2 separate regions of the Pan troglodytes genome follow, and region 1 is linked to region 2. A link is a contact called in public Hi-C data. All regions are on one chromosome and are shown on one strand. The core of a region is the stretch at or near the end of the contact, and the rest is flanking DNA. Distances in the headings are between cores, read along the strand shown.

Evidence for each region. A called contact is a pair of places that touch in the nucleus more often than the background predicts.
Region 1: a contact with region 2 is called in a Hi-C map of stem cell-derived neural progenitor cells, with 7 times the contacts expected there. The contact joins two enhancer-like sites. A contact is called at or near these places in 1 of 7 Hi-C or Micro-C datasets (stem cell-derived neural progenitor cells), 1 of 1 datasets of contacts at active chromatin or transcription factors (stem cell-derived excitatory neurons) and 1 of 1 other capture datasets (stem cell-derived neural stem cells).

The regions. Positions count from the first base shown.
Region 1 is chr15:21,213,315-21,217,966 of NHGRI_mPanTro3-v2.0_pri, reverse strand. MMP14 (matrix metallopeptidase 14) reads right to left here. Exons shown (of 10, transcript XM_001157686.8): 10 at 2,526-4,581. The coding sequence ends at 4,250. Among named protein-coding and RNA genes, the nearest start is that of MMP14, 12 kb to the right of the region's middle. Within about 2 kb of position 1,741, at least 8 of the 24 cell types and tissues checked have an H3K27ac peak or open chromatin away from gene starts, as enhancers often do. A contact at or near this core is called in stem cell-derived neural progenitor cells, where this site is marked.
Region 2 is chr15:20,772,000-20,776,350 of NHGRI_mPanTro3-v2.0_pri, reverse strand. No RefSeq gene overlaps it. Among named protein-coding and RNA genes, the nearest start is that of DAD1, 210 kb to the left of the region's middle. Within about 2 kb of position 1,865, at least 5 of the 24 cell types and tissues checked have an H3K27ac peak or open chromatin away from gene starts, as enhancers often do. A contact at or near this core is called in stem cell-derived neural progenitor cells, where this site is marked.

The DNA.
Region 1 (4,652 bases), core at 492-2,991, 440 kb before region 2:
CCCAGAACACACACTGCCATGAAAACGCCCAGCTACCCAGGGTCCATGCTGGAAGAGACACCAAGAGATTGCCAGGATCTGCCAGTATAGAAAAATAAATAAGTAAATTGGAAAGATCTGGGTTTTAAATGTGGACTAACAACCTGTGACCTTGACCAAGTTATTTATCTTTCTGGGCCTCAGTTCCCTTATTTGTTAAATGGGGACAATATTAGTGCCTGTGTCACTGTGTGTTGTAAGGACCTCAGCAAATGTTAGTTTCACCATTGCTGGAAGGGAAGGAGGGATACAGAGTGGAAAGAGACCACTGGAAAGTCTGTCAGATTGTGGGGAGAAGGGGCCCTGGGGGAGGGACAGTGAAGGACTGGCAGAGCTAGCCAGATTGTGTTTTGGGGTCTGGAGGGGTGTGGGGGTGTCTCTCTGCCCAGTCCTCTCTCCTCTAGAGGACCTAGCTCCTCTTAGATCTTCCCTTCCCTTCCCGCTGACCCAGCGCCTGGCCGGCAGCCCTGGAGTCATGGGCCCAGCTGGTGCCAGGAGCCCTGGAGAAGGGGAGGTGATGACAAGGGAGTCCGTGGCCCCCCTCCAGATGTGTGGGGTGCAGTCGTGGGCAGAGTGCTGCTCCTCCTCGGCCCTTGCCCCCCGTCCAGCGTCTCCTTAGCACCAACTTTCCTGGGTTCTGCCCAAACCTCCTTGAAGATTCCCCTTGGCTCCCTCCTGGCTGCTCCAACTCACATGTGCTGCTTTCGAATAAAGGAACTTGGAACCATAGAAACTGGGTCAGGCCCAATGGACAGATCGGGGTAGGGCCAGTGAAAGCCGAGTTTGCAGGTCTTTCAGAAGCCACAGAGCCCTCTGCTCTCCCCTCACCCCAGCCTGACCTGGCGGTTTACTCAGCGGGAACTTGTGATCACTAAGGCACCTCCCAGGGTCCCCGGGCAGCCTCACTGGGGTGGATCAGGCAGGCCCAGGCACGTCAGAAGCACGGGACCCTGCCGCCTCCACCCTGAAATTCTCTCCGCTTGTGAAGCTTGTTTTAATTTTAATTTTATTTTTTTAAACCAGTCAAATTTAGCAGTGGGGGGTTTTATAAGCCCATCTTCTACCTCTTTCCCCTTTGTCTCTGGTCCTCCATTCCCATTTCTCCCCCTTGGCTCCAGAGAGCATCTTGTGATTCCAGAATCAGGGCCAAACAATTTCCTCGTGATGGGGAAACCGCACTCCAGCGCGGGAGCCCTAGGCTCCCCCTCCTCTTCTCTCTGGCAGTCCCCCCTCCCCAGGCTCCTCCACTGGCTCCAGCTGTGTTTTGCAAAACTCCCACTGGATAACATCTGTAATTGCCTCCAGATGTGGACCACAAAAACACAAAGGGGCCATGAGCTCATCTTTGAGTTCTTTGCCACCCGCACAGACCCTACCACCCTCAGATGCCCCTGACTTCCCCTGCCACCTTATCAAGGTCCCCATCCCCTCCGGTAAGGGTGGTGGTGAGGTGGTGTCCAATTCCACCGAGACACACAGACTGCCAAACAGCTGTTGGCAGGGGAGGCGCAGGAGGCCAGGCGTAGGGTCAGGGTTCCTGGCAGGCAGGAAGGTGGGGTACCCCTTCTGCCAAAGCAATCACACTAACCAGCCCTGAATAGCAGCTGGATAGACTGACTGGCATAGATGGGGCCAGGACTCTGCAAGGCAGGCGGTGGAGGGAGTTTGGGCTGGAGCCCAGGGTGGGCTGGGCGGAGGCAGGAAGGGAAGGGGGGTGAAAAAAAGGGGCTGCTCTCCTCCAGCTGAGCTGACTCAGCACTGAACTGATTCCTCCCTCCAGGCTGGTTTCAGAGGAAGGGTGGGTGGATAGCCTGGGAACCCTGTCTGGGGCAGGAGTTTCTAAGGAAAGAGGAAGCAAAGCCTTGTTATTCTGCCCTTCCAACCTGACCATCCTGGTTCTTCCGGGCAATTGGGATGAGATCTCTGTTTGGCCAGAGACAGGCTGCTCCTAGCAGGCCCCGCAGCAACACCTCTCTCTCTTTCTCCCTTGTCTCCTTCTGTCTTAGCAGCAGAGCCCCAGGCCTGGAAGAGGCTTCTTAGGTCCTGAGGGCTCGGATAAAGCCAGTGAGCCCAAGGCCGAATATGATCATGGGAATCCCCCTGCCTCAGGCAGAGAGGCATGAGGAAACTGAGGGTCTGCGGGTGGATCACAGGACACGGTAATGCAATTTAGGAAGATTTTCCAAGTGGCCTCAGCTTGACCACTTCCTCTTGTCTCTGAGCCTTGGGTCTCAAGGCAGCCTTTTAAGCCAGGTGGTGGGAGAGCAGCTGAGCTCTGTCAGCCACCCCGCTGCCCCCTATGGGTATGCCCTGCTCCCCAACTCTGGCCCCTGAATCCCTTTAGTCCACTAAGAATAAACATACTCCTTTATGAAAAATGCCAAAGCCCCACCTCATGGAAAACGCTGCTCATGACGTGTGCCCGCCCCTCATCCAGCTCCTCTCACCCACAGCCCGTCACCCTCTACAGAGCTCAGCCACACAAGGAATGTGAAACACAATTTATTCTTTGTGGAAAGGTTGAACAAGGTCAAAATTGTCCTTAGAGGGCACCGACCCAGCCCCGCCCTGCAGGTTCCTGGGGTCAGACGCCTCTGCCCCCCCACCCCCACCCCTCCCCATGCCCCTTGTTAACAAAAAAGGAACGATTTGAATGGAATTCATATATAATAATTATAATAAAAATATACATTAAACAAAACAAAAAAACGAACAAGACAGAAATCTAGCCGAACTGCCAGCACCGTTCACCCCATTTCCCCTACCCCGTGCCCCACCCCCCCGACATCCCTCTCCTCTTGCTCCCTCCACTGGGTCTCACTCTCCCAAGTCCCCGGTACCATGGCCACCACCTTTGGTGGCCCAAGGAGACTTCAATGGGTGGGCTGGGTGGGGGAGCGAGAGGGCAGGCCACTGGTGAGACAGGCTTGAGGGGTGCTGGCACCAGGGAAGCGTGGATCCAGCCTAAGCGAGCCCCAGCTCCTGCCCCTCACTGAGATGGTGAGCAGGCCGGGACAGCGTGGCCAGCCAGGCCCTGTGGCCTCTCGTGAAGCCCCTCGTTCCTCGTTTGTGTGCCTTCTCTGCTCCTTTCTCTGGGCTGCCCCACCCTTCCCCTCCACGCTGCCTGGGCAGCAAGGACAGGGACCAACAGGAGCAAGTGTGCCTTCCTCAGGGCCCTTCCTGAGAGCCCCACAGCCCACCCTGTGGCCCCCTGCTTGGCTTGGCCTGGCCTGCCCGGCCCCAGCCTTCCAATGCTGCTGCACGTCCTCATTTTCCTTTTTGGTCCCCTCCTGCCCCCTCTGGCTGTTCTGCCTTTGGGCCTCAGCCCCAGCTGCCTGAGTTTGGGCAAGGTTCTTTCTCTGTGGCCTTCAGGCTCACCCCCAGGGCTCTGACCCGGGCCTCTCCCACCGGCCCCACTCTACCTGACAGCTGCACCCCTGGTTTCAGCTCTTCTAACTGTGAAAGCCCCATCCAAGGCTAACATTCGAGAGGCATAGGGCTGCTAAGGGTTTCTTCTGCCCATTTAGTCCCCAGTGGCTCAGGCTCCTTCCTTGGAAGTTCCCTGGGGTAGGTGAGGCAGAGGCAGATCTCCGAGGAACTTGACTGACTGAGCAACGAAGACCCTCTCTGAGTTTTCCTCCCAAGGTCTTAGGGTGGCTTGGCAGTCCCCACCCCCTCACACTGTCTCAGGGTCTCTACCCTCAACAAGATTAGATTCCTTTTAGCCAGAAAGAGTAGTGAGAGGCTGCCAATTGGGTACACCTGGGGCTTTCAGGGCTGGAGTGCCCAGAGCCTCCTGAGGTCAGAGTTCAGAGGTTAAGGTATGTCAGGGGATGGAAAAGGAGCAGATGACCCCATTTGACCTTTACCAGCGAGGTCTGAGGGTCCTGCCTTCAAGTGCAGAGCCCCCAACACATTCAGATGGGGCTGGACAGACACAAAGCTACAGGGTTCCCCTGAGGGGCAGAGGCTGGAAAGGGCCGCCCTCCCACTCAGCCCTCAGGGGACCTATCTAGGGAAGATGCAATGCCGGGGCAGGAGGGAGGGAGGCGGTCAGGGTGAAGGAGGCCAGCCAGGGGACAGAGAGAAGCAAGGAGGCTGCGGGGAGGGGGCTCGGGACGATGGGAGCAGCCCACCCACCACCACCTGCTGCCACTGGCCTTCAGAGGCAAAGTCCTTGTGGTAGGAGTGGGCGGGCCGGCGGTGGGCGTCAGACCTTGTCCAGCAGGGAACGCTGGCAGTAGAGCAGTCGCCTGGGGGTCCCATGGCGTCTGAAGAAGAAGACTGCAAGGCCCACCGCCAGCACCAGGAGCAGCAGCAGCACGGGCAGCACCACGGCAGCCGCGCTCACCGCCCCGCCGCCCTCCTCGTCCACCTCAATGATGATCACCTCCGTCTCCTCCTCAGTCCCCTCATCCGGCCGGCCTCCCGATGGGCAGCCCATCCAGTCCCTCAGGGCTGACTTGGGGTAGCCCGGTTCTACCTTCAGCTTCTGGTTGTTGAATTTCCAGTATTTGTTCCCCTTGTAGAAGTAAGTGAAGACTGCAGGGAGTGAATCAGAAGGTGGTAAGGAAGGGAAGACCCAAAGAGAGGAGAGGAGAGGAGCGAGGGAA
Region 2 (4,351 bases), core at 616-3,115:
GCTAGCAACCACAGTCCGTCTCCTCCTCCCGTGGCTGTTCTTCATGTCTGGGAACACATCAAAGGAGGTTTGATGTTCATAACTGCTGTGAGTCATTTTCACATGGAGCTGCGGGGAGCTGCCTGTACTGCTGCATGCTGTATAGCCCTTTGTGAGCGCAGCTGAGCTGAACCAATCCCCTATTATGGGTGAGAGTAGATTCCTCCTGGGAGACCTGGATTGGGTCCACACCCCTGTGCAGAATAAAATAGGTCTTCTTATTGAGAAGTAGTTATTAAAACATCCCTCAGTCTTGGCTATGCACCTACACTGCCCACAGGGACAGCTCTGCATGGTCCTTCCACAAGAGTGTGGCCACCTCCAGGCCCTGCTGTTAGTGCCAATAACATCTGAAGCCTCACTGTTTGCCTCACTCCGAGGACAAAGGACATCAACAAGACTCCAACCACCACCCCATTGCTTCTCAATTGGAGAAGGAAATTCTGCTTGCTCCTGTTGAGTTTGGCTGTTGCTGGAAAAAGTGTCCCATATGACTCTCTTTGAGGGCTGGCAGCGGACTGGGATATTAGCCACAAGACTGTGAGCTGGAATGGGCCTTAGTCATCATCTGGTTCTAGTCCCTCAAATTACAGATGATAAGTGAGGCACAGAGGGGTTAAGCGAGTTGTCTAAAGTCACACAGACAAGTGAGGATTTCTAGCGCAGGAAGTAATTTTCTAAGAGGGGGAGAGAAATCCTGGTAAGGTGAATCTTGCTACTACATTTTCACTGGAGGATGCTTCAGAGGGTCGAATCTGTGGGAAAGCAATGGGGACCAGGAGAGCTGCAGCTGATCTCAGTTTTACACCTCAGTTTCTCTGTACGAAAAATGGCTGTATTATTTATCTTCATTTCAGGACTGTTAAGGGGCTTCATGAGTGACTCTGAGAAGTCCTGGGAGTTCTGGGCTTTCAGGTTAATAAGATAACAGTTTCTTGTTGGGCCTGAGACGGGGACTAGTTGCCTGGACTGAATAATCTGTTCTCTGTTCCTCAGCTACCCTGAAGGCCTTATGAAGCCCCTGGGTTTGGGAGTGTGGAAGAATTAAATAAAGGAATAGTCAGACTGAGTGGTGGGGTTGGAGAAAAGTGTGAGAACTGGGGAAGTGGGTAGAATATAGTCTTAAAGTAGCGCAATCCCTGCCTGCTCTGGACCTGGGAACACTCTCCCAAGAAAAAGTGTGTCTTCCGAGTGAGGCTGTTTCCTGCAGTCGGCAGGACTGGACTCCCTCCTTTTGTTTGGGACAGCATGGAAACCGTGTTTCCCTATCTATGTGCACCTGAATGCACTCTAGTTATGCTGTATCTTTTCAATTTTGCTGGAGAAGCAAGTGTGGTTTGCTCTTTAAAATTCCCAGAGCTCCCTTTCCCATTTGGGATTTGTGGTGAAAGGTCAGACCACAGAATTGTCTCGTGGTAATGGGGCTTCTGAATAAATGAGCCCCCGAGGGCTGCCAGGGGGACCAGAGAGCAGAAGACGCCTGCTGGGACTAAGCCCGGCAGCAGAAGCCACAGTGTCCCCCTGGCCACGGAAAAGTGGCCCCAGTGGGCTGCTCCTCATTTTCTGGCAATGTGCCCCATCCCCTGGCATGGTGAAGTCCCACGAGCCCAGAGGCCCACGTCCCGACATCAGTCTTCTCAACTGCTTTCTTCTGTTATTACCTTGTCAACAACAGTATCCCGAGACCTAAAGGATAATTCTGCATGATGATGCAGTGAATGACTGGTTAGGTGCCTCCTGTTTAATAACCAGAGAAATATTGCTGTGCGGCATCTCTCCATATGCTGTGGCATCTGCGTCTGGCATGTAAGGGACTAATTTTCTTCACATATCTCATTAAAGATGTAAAGCAAAATGGAGGGGCTTCCAGCCTGACTCTGCCCAGCCCGCCTGCAACTCACGTTTCTTACCATCTGCTGCCATCTAGTGGCCACTTGTCTCTTTTCTGCATTTGTTGCTTTTATAACGGGGCTCAAGTTTTGGCCCTTGTGAAACAGAGGTAAGACAGTTACATAGAAACCGTAATCCTGGATCTCCTCAGATTCCTCGTGGTAACTGAGGGTTGATTCTCACCCCGTGACATCCACCTAGGCCACCGTGAGATTGCCTTCTGGGGCTCGAGAGCCTTCTCCGCTGTGGAGAGATATGCTCTGTGGACTTTCTTACAAATCTGTCCGCATTCCCAACTCTAAAACTGACTCATAAAAACCTGATACACTGGGCAGTTCTTTCCAAAAGCCAAGGTGAATCCTCTGATCTTGGGGCAGACAGAGTCCCACACTCCGTGCTGAAATCCCCCCGATTCTTGAGGAATCCCCAGAGGTTGGGACGGAAAAGGCACCCAGAGGAAGGGAATTCCATGGGTCTTTTCCAACAGCCCACCTGCGCATCTCCACACAAAGTCCTTGTGAGAGGAAGCCCACTTCCATCGCAATTCAGGACTCACTTTTCCGAGGCTGATCTTGTCTGACATTTGCTCCGTGGTCTGTGCTGGCATCGGAGTGTGTTTTCGGCCGTGATTCGTCAGCGTGGGGCTTGGGATAGCTGTGAAACACTCCCCAGGATGGAAAACACAGTGTGACATGGAGGGCTGAACTTGTCATTGCAACTCGTGAGAACGGTGAATGAAGAGCAGACAGGGCCCGTGCCAGCTGCAGGGTTTAGGCACGGGGTGCAGGTGCCTATGCATCACCGTGGGCTCCTCACACGAGAGGATGGGGCCCGCACCTCTGGGCTGGGTGCTAGACACAGAGTGATGTTGCTTTTTGTCATCAAACCAAGCAGTTGATATTCTCTTTAAACCTCAGCATGTGTTCATAAATTTCATTAATTGATTCATTCTTCCATATGTACTCAGCTCTAGGATATGCAGTGAAGTAAACACAAAAAACAAGAGTATGACAGTCTCGACCCTTGAGGATCTTATTATTAGAGATGGAAGTAAAAAAGAAGCATAGCAGTCAAGGCAGTATTAATTCTCCATATAAAAATGTCTAACATACGAAGTAGGGATTCAGAGAAGGGTCACTAGCAGTTACAACAGCTGAAGACTGTATCATGGAAGTAAATATTATAATTCAAACTGCCAAAGGAATTGCAGTTGATGGTGAAATGCTCTCTAAGATGTGTGGCCTCCTAAGCCCCCGAAGTCTAGGGACTCTGCTCCAGCTGTTGTCTCCCTGAGTCGGAAGACAATGGGAGACAGGGGAATCTTCTAGGAACCCATTCATTGACCTGTAATGGTTTTCTTCCCCTCCTTAATATTACTGTTCATTCATTGATTGACATGTTCATTCATTTATTCATTCAAGAAACCTATACCGTGCCAGACCTGGAATTACAGAGATAAATCCAAAAATATTTTGTAAATTTTCACACTAGGTTGCCACTGAGTTGGAGCTTCATAGAACAGAGACAAGCCAAAATCACTAAAAATTGCTGTCTCCATCTTCAGGCACTTGTGTTAGTTTCCCGTTGATTCTTTGCTGCTTTTAGATTATCTGCCCATGGGGTTCTTTCGCTTTCTCTCTGCTGACCCCAGTGTTCTGCTGTGTTTTTTCACAGTCCGTTCATACCCTTACCTCTGGAGGTGAGGGTGAGAGAAGGTTCCTGGTACTTCTAGTCAGCAGGGATGATGGTCAGAGAGAACTTTTATTGGTCATGTGGAAATAATCTAAGCACAAACAAACAAATAAAAGACCTCTGCTTTAGTCTTGATTAAAAATCCCACTAGTTTGCAATGGTGTTTGATATGCCTTGTGAGGAAGAAATTCTATTATGTCAAATTTTCAAAAGTCTGTGCTGCTGTGATAAAGATACTTACATTCCATAACCACAGAGTTCAGTGAAAAGGGGCTGTTAGGAGACCAGACAGTTTGGGGAAAGGTTTTATGTAATTTAAATTTACAGAGGGTTGGCCTCTCCTTGTGTTTACTGACAAGGAACAAGAAGCTTCAGTATCAACTCCCCAGGAATATAACCTTTAACAGCAAAGCATTTGATCAAAAAGAGCTCAGAAAAGTATTATATTGTTCACTTAATCCTCAGAATGTTTGTGTAGGAAGATAATTTGTTTAGTTGAGTGATAAATCAACTCACAACCTTGTATCACTTAACTGATTCCTTTCTTTCTCTCTGATGTGGTCTTTTCTTTCAGTCAGAAGAACTTTAGACCCTCCTGGTTTTCCCCCTCCTCTCCCTTGGGCCTACTTTTTTCTTAGGAAACCACAAGAAATAAGGGTCCATAGTAGGTATTGCCCAGGGCTTGGTTTCTTTGCCAGTCCTGTAGTTGGGCATTTATATTCTGGAGACA